Linked DNA regions of Mus musculus: all the other regions are linked to region 3. A link is a contact called in public Hi-C and HiChIP or PLAC-seq data. All regions are on one chromosome and are shown on one strand. The core of a region is the stretch at or near the end of the contact, and the rest is flanking DNA. Distances in the headings are between cores, read along the strand shown. Region 1 has its middle 190 kb from the start of Gm30789. Region 2 holds the start of 4930433B08Rik (RIKEN cDNA 4930433B08 gene). Region 3 overlaps Gm30789 (predicted gene, 30789).

Region 1 (4,017 bases), core at 1,392-3,891, 200 kb after region 3:
TGATTTCTAAATGCAGCAGTTGAGGAGGAAGAAATTCAAAGACATACCAACTGCCATGTCACACAAAGAAGGCAGTGAAAGATGCCCAGAGAACTGCCCTCTGCTGCTTGGCACAGGTGGGCAGGGGACATACAGAGCTTCACCTGCTGCCTTGCTACTCAACATGAAAGGAGGAAGACATTCCGAGACATGCCCACTGCCATGCCAGAGGAGTGGGCTGTAGAAACCTAGAGGCCTGTGACTGGCATGGACAGATTGAGGAGGTCATGCAGAGTCCTACCAACCATGTGGCCCACTTGCTGAGGGAGCCACTACAATGTACAAGGTTACTGAGGGAGCCACTTGCTGAGGGAGCCACTACAATGTACAAGGTTGTGATGGACAGATGGGAGAAAAAAGAAGCAGAAGAGTTTGAGCATTATGGAGAGAGATTTAACTGAAAACCTGAGGGTGGAGAGGAACAGCCTATTGTGAGTGGCCAGTTCTGCTACCTGAGGCCATGGTAAAGTTCCAGTTCATGTTGCTGCTCAGGGCCATGCCTGGATCCCTAGTTCTGCAGTATCAGTGCCTCATAATACCACTAGAGATCATGGGAATGTTCCTGGTCTGGGCAGCCACCTGTAACCACACAGATATCCAGGGCTGTACAGAAATGGTCCTGCCTCTCACTGGCTGTAGCAATCTAGAGAGCTGGCTCTACTTCTCATCTTCCTGGATAGCATAGCAGAGCTGGCTTTGGTTTTGGAGGTACCGGTGACCCACCAGTAAGGGTGAGAACATGGGAGTCTTGGCCCCACCACTCCTCTGCTGTGAGGTGGTACAGGCATGGAGGTGATGCCCTCCTCCTCCCTTTTCCCTTTGCCACCTGAAGCATTTGGAAGAGCTGACCCTCATGAGAGCTGGTGAGCTGTCCCTGCTTCTCACTGGCTGTAGCACTTGGGAGAGTAGGCCCTGCACCTCACCTAGTCAACACAGTGCAAGTGGCCCCAATGGCAAAGGCACAGGTGAGCCAGCCCTGAGGGTGTGAGAGCAGGAGAGCTGGCCCAGCCCTTACCTGGCTGCAACACTTGGCAGAGTGGGCCCTGGGCTTTGGGCAACACAGTGGTGCTGGCTCTTGAGGCATGGGTTCCTGTGAGCCAGACCCCAAGAGCATGAGCAAAAGAGAGCTGACCCTGGCCTCCTGCTAATGGCAGTATTAGGAGACCTACCTGGAGTGGTGCTATAGCTCACTCTGGTGGTGTGGATAAGAGAGAGCTAGCAGGTTGACCAGTTCAGCTACCACACAGGTCCAGATCCACAGTTTTGCATTGACCCACCACAGCATCTACATCATGTGTGAGCTGTTAGGATGTGTTGGGATGCATGAAAGGGCCTGATTTCAGCTGATCCAAAGCTTCAGGATCTTATGACATAGGGCAATGACCGGATAACAGGAAGAAATCACTATGATGATGATCCAATACTGATGGTATCACTGAAATAAAAAGCCTCAAATCACTTGTAGGCATGAACCCAAAGAACTTAGTAGCCTATTTTACTGACACTCTATTTACAACATCTAAGAAGGCATCCATTAAACTGATGGAGAGATAATTAAAATATGGTACATATACACAATAAGATACTACTCAGCAATAAAGAATAGTAAAATCTGTAGGTAAATTGATGTAACTAGACAATCTTATACTTCTGAGTGGGGTCCATCCAGGCCTAAAAGGAGAAATGCTATTTGTTTTCTCTTATGTAATAGTTTCACTTTCAAATATTTAGTGCGTTTAATATGGAGTACATGTGAAAGCTAGAAAACTCGACACAGGGCATTGGTGGCAGGGTATACCTTTAAGGAGGAAGGATAGTAGGTGTAGAGGAAGTCAAAGTAGAGAGGGGAATACTGAAAGTGGAAGGGGTAACAATGAAAGTCAAGTGGGCAAAAGGTTCAATCTATAGTAGAGTGTTAGGGTAGGAAATAAAGGACCAGGGAAGACTCAACCAAAATGAACTGTTCATGAGAAGCTATTTGGGAACAATGATCTTGTACTTCTTGTTGTTGCTGTTGGTTTTTTTGTTGGTTTTGTTTTGTTTTGTTTTGTTTTGTTTTGTTTTGTTTTGTTTTTTTCAAGATGAGGTTTCTCTGTATAGCCCTGGCTGTCCTGGAACTCACTTTGTAGACCAGGCTGGCCTCGAACTCAGAAATCCGCCTGCCACTGCTTCTTGAGTGCTGGCATTAAAGGTGTGCACCACCATGCCCTGCTACACACACTCCAGTGAAGTCTGCTTGGCAGGCCTGGAAGCACTCATGAGGCAAAGAGTTTCAAGGAAACTCAACTTCCTGGAACCTTGGCATTCTCATAACCTGTATACTCATACCCTATCCCCGAGTTAGTCTGGTGTATGGATCCATGTGCTCTCTTTTAGTATTATTTTATTATAAGTGCCTTTTAAGATTGAATTCTGACATAGGTAAGCCTCCACCAGTGTTCCAATGTCTTAGAAAATGCTTGAAGCCGATGAGCTTGGAATTCAGTAGGAATTCAGTAAGAATGTTACCTATTCAATAACATTCAAATTTACTTCTAGCAGAGACTCAGTGAAACTAATTAGGCATTACAAAGAACAGAGCTAAAATAGCTCAGGGCTAGTCTGCAGAGTGATTACTTAGGGCAGTAGCCAGTCTTACCCAAACAAGGGAATACACAATGGCCTAGCTACTAGGTGGATTTATCATGAAAGAGTTAGGGAATCCCCCTGAGACAGGGAACTTCTCTACAGCCAGGTATAACAGGCTACATTGCATATTAGAAGGAAATTGGCGAATTCTTCTGACAAATGGAGATTCTCCACAGATACTTAAAAGAACACCCAAGTTACACTCATACAAGAATTTATCAAGGCCTAGGAAATAGGGGGGAGGGGAGGTTGTGGTATTGCATTATTCATGAGAAGGTCTGCTAGAGCAGAACCCCCTGGTGCTAGCTTTCACAAGGCTCAAAGGAGTAGCCCAAATTGTGACTAGGGTGTGAAATACTTACCTGTCATTAGCTGACCCTAAGCAGAGCTATTTTATCTTTACTGTAAATATTAGCTGGTTTCTGTAGTCCTTTTGAAGTCATTCCTTTGTTTTGTGTCAGGTAACTTCAATTTTGCCTGCTGTGACATCCTACCCCTTTGTTTTCTGTATTATATAAGACTGGTGTTCACTTTGTGACAATACATTCAGATTCTACACAGTCTCTCGTGTGATTCTGTCTGTCATTCATTCGCCGACTCCTTGTCCACCTGCAACCAGAGACCCATTCTATGCAGACAGGGACCAAAAAGGTCTGCAGCAATGCCCAGCTTCTACGTGGAAATATAATGATCAGATAGTAGAAAATATGTGATATGGAAGAACAGGGAGAGAAAACTAGGAGGCAGAGGTGTAAGTGGGGACAGGGACAGGGACAGGGACAGGGTACTGAATGAAAGGAGCAGCAAGAGTTGGGTTCGCCAAAGCTAGGCAGGTATGAAGACATTTTATGAAATCCCACTAATTTGTCAGCTACTTAAAAGTATAATTTCTAAAGGCAAACAAACAACAGAAGTACTCTGCATTAGAGAACAATGCTGCTCCTAAGAGAAATGGGTTAATACATTAAAATCTCAGTGTTGGGAATGGGGTAAGAACCCATTGCTGAAGACATCACATGCTTGGTTGTAGGATAGAAATAGGTTAGTCTTGAGTTGATCTGAAAACTTTTCTCTGCTAGCTGGCTTTCATAGTGCTGGATAATGCTATGCAGCTTGTTAAGGGACAAAAAACATCAAAGATCATATTCAGTTCTGAACCTACATGCTACAACACTGACTGCCAAACAAGATGTGCAATGGTCCAATAGTGCAAGACTGTTATGGTGATAACCAACCACTCTCCTGTTTCATTTGCAATTGGACAACAAAACTTACATTCAAATCTGAATGTACGCAGACTATGGAGGGGCATGCTTGAAGCATGACATGGTAAAGAAAACATCAATTTGC
Region 2 (4,434 bases), core at 944-3,443, 140 kb before region 3:
CTGCCAGAATTCATCCTGAAGAACCTAAGAAGCAAGGAGCAACTCTTCCCATCCTGTGACACACTACTGTGGTTGGTGACATCTCAATAAATTCTGTCATTTACAATTAACCCATGGGACCTGGGGACAGTTCTTTTCATATTCCATGCTACCAAGACTGCAGTATCTGCTGGTACAATCTACACGGACATTAAATCTCAGTCCCCAGAAGCTGAATACATGCAAGTTTGGAAGCTTACATGTGCCCAAACCAGGACAGGGTAAAGGGGGAGGGGTCAGAGACCCCATAACGATGCCCAGGGTTTCAGAGTCTGGAGACAAGCACCAGGGTAAACATCTAACTTTTATTATTCAGTACAATAACATATACAACTTTTCAGTCAGTAAGGGTGCAGTAACATGATCATAGCCATGTAGGAATATAGGAAACATTCAAAGGAACATGGTTCCTCCAGAAGATCAAAATAACTCTCCATACATGATCCTAAGTTATAGGAAATATACCACGTGTTTCAAAATAGTGATCCTGAGAAAATCAGTGAAGTGCAAGGTCAGACATGTAGACCATGAACAACAAAAGTGATAAAATAGATCCGTGTATAAATGAGAAATCCACCAAATAAAAAGAAGTTACGTTTCTGAAAAGTTAACCAATAAGAAATATTGAGACTAAAAACATCAGTTAACTAAATAAACTTTAGACCATGAAGGAAATCTTAAAAATACAAAAGAACCAATATAATTTGTTGTGTTTTACCAGACCAGAGTAGAATGAAACCAGAAAATTATATAATCAATGAGAATAATATTGAAAAATATACAGAGATTACAGAAATTTCATAGTTACTTTTACGTTCTTCAGTAACAAATGAACAATTAAAAAACAGAAGGGGATGGGGAGGAGATTTAAAATCTCTAAAAATAATTGTGTTAGCATTCCATTGCTATAACATAAACCCTGGGGGAAAAAACAATCTGAAAAAGACAATGTTTGTTTTGTTGTTTCTTGCCTATGGCAAGGCCACATCACAGCAAGGATACAAGCTGTGTACCACCTAGCAGCAAGGAAGCAGCAAGCTAGGCAAGTGTAGGGTTAGAGGAGTATGTAGATTCTAAGGGCTCATCCATCAGTTAGTGCCACCTGCCAAGCTTTTGTCTAATAGTCAATTCATTCATTGATGAAGTCAGAGCCCTCATAATCTGTTTACTTTTGAATACCTTTAGCAAACAGCTTTAGAGGAACATTTTAGACAAAACCCAAAATGCCACAGGAGTAAGAGGGAAGTTCATTGTGATAAGAGATAATCTAAGAATTTGAATTCAGCATAAAAGAAAAGTGGCCAAGAAGTGTTCAGGGAGGTATGGAGGGAGGAGGAAGCACAAGGACAGAAAATGAGCACAATGTTCAGTTCTCAGGAATGAAGTCATGCTGTGCAGTTCAGTACTGTGGTGCGAAACTACTGTGGTCTGACACTTGTGACATAAGCCAAAATAAACATGTTCTCCTTCAAGTTGTTTTCCCACAAACTATTTCTCAGCAATGGAATGCTAACAACAAGAGTTCTCAAAGACTAGATAGAAAGTTTCTAAAGATCCAGAGATGAGTCACGTAAAGGTTCACAAACTTACAAAACAATAAAACAAAGATGTAAATACTGACTCCCCCAACCTGTGACTAAATATGGCGTACACGTCTCCTGTTTTCAAGCTATTGCAATATAAAAATGTGGAATTCCGTGACAATAAAATAAAACATATCCACACATTCCTCAACAGCCTAGATAGAATTTTTTTAAAATTATAAAAAATTAGTTAGTAAAACACTATCTACTAAACCTCAAAAACGTAGGGTCTGAAACTCCATGAGTGATGATAGGTGAGAGTGAATATGGATTTTTCCAACATGTTCCAGATCCTCCATACAGGGCATGGGGTGTCTCTTTGGTATTTTTATGTTCTTCTTTCTCCTACTTCTAAGGTTTGAGTTCCCCAGTAATGATCAGTACATCTGAGAAAGCAGTGTCGCAGTAGCTGCCTGTCTGAAGACTGTTCCCTTTTCTCTGTCACCCAGATAAGGCTTACTGCACCCTTCTTGCGATATGAAATTTCTAAAATGCCAGGTGGTTAGGTGTGGTATCTGCTGAGTTTTGATTCTGTTCGATGGCTGCACACTTCCCAAGATCCACAATCTGTTAAGCCACCACGATCAGAGTTTCCTTTTAAGCTTAAATCCCACAGTTTATCATTATAACCAAATCCTTTATGACCTAACCATACAGAGTTAAGACAGAAACTACATCACTATGTATCTATGACCTGCACATGGAAGGATAAAACTGAAAGAAAACTTATAAGCTCCCTGGCCTCACTCTCTGTTTATGATCATGAACTTTAGGTTCATTGGATGATGTCTGGCCATCAGTTTTCTTACTGAGAGATATGGAACTTGCTGGAATTTACTAGACTACCATTGGCTATTCCTCCCCCCCCCATCCCCCCCCCCACACACACTTTGGATCCAACGCCTATCAGGCTTTAGCTGTGACCAACTGCACTTAAACTCTTCTCACTAAGTTCAAACTCAGGATTCAGTTGTATTACCCATAAACTTGACTCCCAGCAACTAGCAGAGACAAGAAATTCTTCGTGGCACTGCAAATTCATCACTGCCTTCCAGAATATCATTCTTTCTTGTTTTCACCCCTCCCTTGCTTATCTTTCTCAGACTCTTGTTTCTTCTTCACATCACTGTCCTCTTATAGCAGAAGCTCTATTTCTTTGTCTTCACTTGAATCCATCATCAGTCTCAGCCTGGTGACACTGCTGAATCGCAGTGCTTTGTACATAATTTCTTGGATAACTTCCAAAAGTATATCCCCACTTAAGACATTTCAGAAATATGAAGTCATTTGCCTACCTGAGTTCTCCATGTGGATGTTCATTTGGAAGCTAAAATTTCAGTGTAAAACTCAACTCCGGTCTCCCTTACTAAACTGCCTTATCCACAACATTCTCTATCATCTTTCCTGTTTCTCAGCCTAGAATCTTGGTGATCTTTAGCATTCCTTTTTGTCTCTCTTTCACGATTGCAATCACTATTTTGTAAGGTTCCATGAGCTTTACATTTTCTGCATATTTATACATAATCTGAGGACTTTATGCTACTTCTCCTGTCACGATTACTATCAAGTGACCTGGCTCCTGTTACTGTCTATTACAACAGTAGCAGCTATGGCAGGTCTTTCTAAACAGCAGAAATCAAAGTCAATAAAGTGGTTGACAACGCTTTAAAAACTTTTTCAGTCCTAGTAGTAACAAGATGGTTTCTTCCCTGCTTCTCTAGAACTCAAAGAACATCCTCTTCTCCTTCAGCCCTTTGCTTAAAGATTCACATAGCTAGTTACCAAATTTAATGTATTGTCTGACCATCATACTCATTGTCTATGTTGATTCCTGTTTAATACCACACTCTCTCATATCCTGATTCCTCTCAATCTGCTCACTTTTGATTTATATAGATGTTATTATCTGATACCATACATTGTAATTTAATTTTATCATTTATTCATTATACATCATTCTACTGTTTGTCTCCCACATGTGTACATACTTTCCAAAATGTAAAGATTTTCTGTATTTTGAACTAACATCTCCAAGCATCTAGAACAGTATGTTGAAAGGATGAACAAATGATTCTAGGCTGAGAAGGCAGATCAAAGATCAGATAGGTAAGCAGCCATGTCTTGAATTGCATTGATGAACATAAGAGAGGAAGCTAAAAATCTGAAGAGTGGGAATAGTGAATATGCCAAATTAAGGCTGTGACCAGATCAAGGCAAGAATGTACACAGCTGGATAAATAAAACGAGAGAAAGAACAGCTGCTTGAGAATTAGAAGGTCAGATCTACCAGAGCTTACATATTTGTTCTGACTAAGTAAAATGGCGAACTCTTGAACTCTAAGTGTGTTCAATAAAGGCACAAAGTCCAAGTCTTCCAAGAAAACCAAGAATGACACTGAAATAGAGACTACACAGGAACTAGCCTAAACCAAGCTTGAAAAGCAGCCTAAAAACAGCAATCTACAAGCCATGCCCTGGGAGCAAATCCTAGCTCCCTTAAAAAGAACAGGAAGAAGCCGGGCAGTGGTGGCACATACCTTTAATCTCAGCACTTGGGAGGCAGAGGCAGGCAGATTTCTGAGTTCGAGGCCAGCCTGGTCTACAAAGTGAGTTCCAGTACAGCCAGGACTATACAGAGAAATCCTGTCTCAAAAAAAGAAAGAACGAAAAGAAAAGAAAAGAAAAATAAAAGGAACTGGAAAGGTCTAAACAACAGGTAGACAGCAGCTTGGTTCTTCTTTGCTTCCATGTGCATTTTAGAGTTGTGTTTGTTTGTTTTGTTTTGTTTTGTTTTTAAGTTCCTGTGAAAATG
Region 3 (4,176 bases), core at 181-2,680:
AATGTCATTAATGCATCTACTCAAAAAGCCAGTGCCCTGTGATGGAGAGTTGCCCTCCATGGGTGCTGCCTTGTGAATCCCAGGACAATCTCTACATCCTCACATCCCATCCCTGCCAATCTCACCTACAGAAGATACAGAGATGGATGGATGGATATAGCAAGTACATACAGCACTTTAAGGACATCTCTGCTCATGAACATGAGTTTTAAACTGTCTCAAGGAAATTTCTCTAAGCAAGATTTTAGTTTGGGACTTAGAGTTAAAGGACACTAATGGTGTATGGCTGTGTATCTGGCACAGATCAAGAGAAATTCCATGCTAGAGATGACTGGAGCATAAATATCTGAGTTTGGGCCAAGCTCTAATTACTAAACCTCATTTTAGAAGTATGTTTCCATACTGTCATGGTCCAGTAGGCCATCTCTTAAAGAAAGACTCAGAACTGCCACCGTTAGGAAGCAAAAGATTTCTTTCTCCCTGAGTAACTGGAGCTGCTGCTGAGCGATGACTCATCCTACCACCCCTCCTGGTGGCAGCACTGATGAATGTGTCTTTAAACAGTCGCTATTCCAGGAAGCCAAAGACCACAGAAAAAATACACAGCATTTCCTGTGTAAAAACAGCAGGCAGCCACCAGCCTAACACCAGCCCTGTTGTCATGCAAGAACACCCCCCACTGCCCAAGGAGGTAGGTCAAGGGAGAAAGGTCAGGCAGAGAGCTCTGTGCCCCGAAGAGGGCTTTAAAACCTACATTTTCTCCCTGGGAATCTTCTCAATTCTGCAAAGCCTGCACATAGTGGGTACTCAGCACTCAGTAGGTATTACCTACTAAAGAACAAGAAAACACAAAGGGTCTTTTGTTCTTAACAAACCACACTTCCCTTTGATATGCAGTAAGTTAGCTCCACTCTTATACTCTGTGAAAACACAGTCCTTCCCCCCAAAGAGCAAGACTTTCCTGTCACTCAAAATAGGAGCTTTTCCCCGTGTTTTCTTGAATTTCACATACACAAATCAAGGATGAGTCCCCTTTAGATGCATTTCTATATCACTGCACCAGAATCCTGGCATTCAAATTGTACCTATAATAAGAGTAGAGAATTCCCATGGAAATCCAGGGCCGGGTGACTCAGTATTTCTCAGCTGTCAAACAGTTTACATTGTGGGGGATGAAGCAGGAGCAGGGTTTGGATCTTAAATGAAGCAAGCCCGCAACATTAACTAGAAGGTTACAACTTTTTAAAAAGAGAATGGACGAAAAGTTAGAAGGGGTAAGTTCCCTCAGCCAGCTTGTAATAGAAAACTCCAGGACCAGACACAGATCCTGGAAACTTTAGAGAAAGAAGATTGGAAAAGTCTAGTTTTGCTTTCAATCTCCGGTCCTGGCGATTGGGAGGAAGAACAACAGTGGAACTGTGCCAAGGGATCAGGAGGGAGGAAGAGGGGCGCCTGCTCTCATCAGGACCCGCCCTCCCTGACCTGAAATCAGTGTCCTTACTTCTCAAAAGATGGTAGTGGATTTGAGTCCCACTGCAGGTTAGCTGTTCCTCATTTCCCTCCATTTATAAGCGGTTGGGGCTTCTAATTTTTTTTCCTCTGGGGTTAGGAGAAACGGAAATTTGTTTAAACTTCCTGACCCCTGCAGATTCCCTGTGATTTGCTCAAAACAAAACAGTATCTCTGCATTTCTTCAACCTTGTGCTCAAACCCAAAGGAACCTCCACATAGTAAACAGATACAGAAAGAAAACACACTAGCTCTATCAAGAAAGAAACCTGCTCTGAACTCGCAGAGACAACTCCCTGCTGGAGTTTCCCCCTTTCCTTTCTTCCTTTCTTCCTTTCTTTGTAGCCACGTCTCCATTCTACAACACTTACTGGTTACTTAATACCGTTTACATAACCACTGCCCCGTACACATTTGCATTTTATATTTGCGTTCAAAAATATCCGCCTAAAGTTGGGCAAACTCCGGCTGCAGAAACCAGGTCCACTCTCCCTGCGTTTGGGTGTCCCGGGTACCTGCCAGCTGTGCGTCCTCGGAATTGAGGACATCGTGTTTTCAATTTTCTTCAATAAAGCAATGAATCTGGCAATTTGCTGGCCTGCTTCAGCTAAACAGAAAGGACAATTTGAGAAGGATCATAGTTCAGGCCCAGTCAGACGGAAACGATTGAAAACAGAGAGCTGGCCGCTGTGGTTCCCCAGTGCAGCGCGCTGTCGCAGTTTGACTGACAAACTGACTTTTTCGAGGTGCTCATGCCCATTTCAGTCAGAGTTTATTGAAGGTGATTTTGATCTTCTCCATGAGGCCACAGCAGTGGCCGTGCCATCTGTCACCTTGATTGCATCGTGGATTCTCTGGAGAGAGCGCCATGGCTCCTGATCACTTACAGATTGTGCGGCTTTCTCCTCCATACGGACCACATGCGCAGAGCCAGATGGTGAACATAGACGCTGATTATAAGTCTTTATCTCCGTGCAGGAAGGAGAGGAACTATTAGGTTTCCCTCAGGAGCTCTGCTCCTCTCTACCCTCATGCTGCTCCTCCGCAAATACAGTCTTCTTCAGCTGTCATCGGCCTACCTTGGAAAATTAAAAAAATAAACAATAATTCCATCACCGGGGCCGGGAACCCAAGCTGGTGCAGCAGAGCGGTCCCCTGGCCTTGCTCCCCTTCTCACAGGCCCCGCCCCACCCCCACCGCCTGTCTGCCTGTCAGCATTAGGTACAAAGAAGTTTGTTTGGGAATTAATATGTTAGTTTTTGAGAACTCGGGAGGGACCCACTATTTTAAATGAAGCCTCAGGACTTGCAGCTTTCTTGTGTGATTGCGATGTGGCTTCCATTGCATTGTGCTGTGTGTGCGCTTCCATTTAGGGAGGATTTTTATTTGTTTGTTATTTTTAATTCATCTTACACGTTTTTAAATTGTAAGCTGTTTTTCTGAAATAATCTCAGGAGAAGGGTTACTCACATTTGGGTCACAGCACAATCTCTGGGAGAGATTCAGAGGCAGGTGACAGTGAGCCCGAGTTGGAAACCTCTAGGTGTAGTACTGGAAAGAGGCACCGAGGCAAGAGGTGGAGATCTGGGATAGGCAGGGGCCCCCTGAAGCCCAGCATAGATTCCACCTCAAAGCATCACTGCCAGCAGACAGTCAGGAACCCGTCTCAAAGAACATGACGGAAGTGTAGGGTGTGCAAGCACCAACACCACTCAGAGTTTACATGAACAGCTAAGAAAGGGGTTCTCCGTCTTCTTGCTTTTTGAACATTATTTTTACAAGTTAAAGAATATACAGTTAAAAAACTATTTCTTTCCTTTACATACAACCCCTCCATGAAGATATAAGGATATAGGACATGTCTTGGTCCGCAGCTCACTCATAAGCAAAAAGCTCCTGCCCTTGCTCTCATAGGTCTCTATTTCTTTTCTCTCTCCCTTGCACACACACCCTGTCAGTGTGAGGGATATCCCCTCCCCTCCCCAAGTGAGCAGCTGTCCACAGAAACCAGGCAACAGATTCCAGTGACCCATGACCTTGAAGTCTTGCCGATTTGGGTCATTCATTAAGAATAACTGCCATCAACCCAACAGCCTACAATTACCAGTACCCAATAGCTTTGCTCAGACACTAAATATGAGTGATTCTGGGGACAGTCACCCAATCACTGCTGGCTTAGGTTGAATTGGCATGGAATTCTCTGTCTTTGAGACAAGTGGGCCACAATATCACACAAAGTGTCCCTAAGGGAAGATTTTTCCAGTGTATCAGGCTCTGTGGTGGGCAGGACACAAGAAAGAATTGAGAAAAGCATTTTTGAGAAATAACAGTAAACACACATATGCATATGCATTAGTGAGCAAACACACACATACACACACACAAGCACAGACACACACACCCACGTGTGCACAACAAACAAATGCCTTTCCTTCTTACCTACATTTCCTCAGAAAATAACCAATTCCAAATCACCTCCTACACTCAGGTCAAACGCTATTTCACATGTTTTGCTTAGCTATTAGAAATCTTGCCAGTGAGTATTGAAATAAAAGTCAATAGTATTCTCAGCAGAATCAGTTAAGAAAAGAAAATCGAAAATAAAAGCTCATTTAATTCATGAGTTCTATGATAAGGCAGTCACCTGCCTCCGTTTCTGTGACATGA

What was found. A called contact is a pair of places that touch in the nucleus more often than the background predicts. HiChIP or PLAC-seq counts read pairs in DNA pulled down with a chosen protein or histone mark.
Region 1: an H3K27ac HiChIP or PLAC-seq map of stem cell-derived epiblast-like cells shows a contact between it and region 3, with 5 times the contacts expected there. The contact joins two enhancer-like sites. A contact is called at or near these places in 4 of 484 Hi-C or Micro-C datasets (all in embryonic stem cells), 5 of 115 datasets of contacts at active chromatin or transcription factors (embryonic stem cells, epiblast stem cells and stem cell-derived epiblast-like cells) and 1 of 9 other capture datasets (embryonic stem cells).
Region 2: a contact with region 3 is called in a Hi-C map of uterus, with 4 times the contacts expected there. The contact joins the promoter of 4930433B08Rik here to the enhancer-like site in region 3. A contact is called at or near these places in 1 of 39 promoter capture datasets (liver), 12 of 484 Hi-C or Micro-C datasets (the 3T3-L1 cell line, embryonic fibroblasts, liver and 1 more) and 2 of 115 datasets of contacts at active chromatin or transcription factors (embryonic stem cells and neural progenitor cells).

What each region holds. Positions count from the first base shown.
Region 1 is chr3:18,826,345-18,830,361 of GRCm38.p6, forward strand. No RefSeq gene overlaps it. Among named protein-coding and RNA genes, the nearest start is that of Gm30789, 190 kb to the left of the region's middle. Within about 2 kb of position 2,642, at least 12 of the 459 cell types and tissues checked have an H3K27ac peak or open chromatin away from gene starts, as enhancers often do. A contact at or near this core is called in embryonic stem cells and stem cell-derived epiblast-like cells, where this site is marked.
Region 2 is chr3:18,478,284-18,482,717 of GRCm38.p6, forward strand. It overlaps 4930433B08Rik (RIKEN cDNA 4930433B08 gene), which reads right to left and starts at 2,194. Exons shown (of 4, transcript NR_040544.1): 1 at 1,837-2,194.
Region 3 is chr3:18,623,466-18,627,641 of GRCm38.p6, forward strand. Gm30789 (predicted gene, 30789) reads right to left here. Exons shown (of 4, transcript NR_166210.1): 4 at 1-2,588. Among named protein-coding and RNA genes, the nearest start is that of Gm30723, 8.2 kb to the left of the region's middle. Within about 2 kb of position 1,431, at least 196 of the 459 cell types and tissues checked have an H3K27ac peak or open chromatin away from gene starts, as enhancers often do. A contact at or near this core is called in embryonic fibroblasts, embryonic stem cells, liver and 3 more, where this site is marked.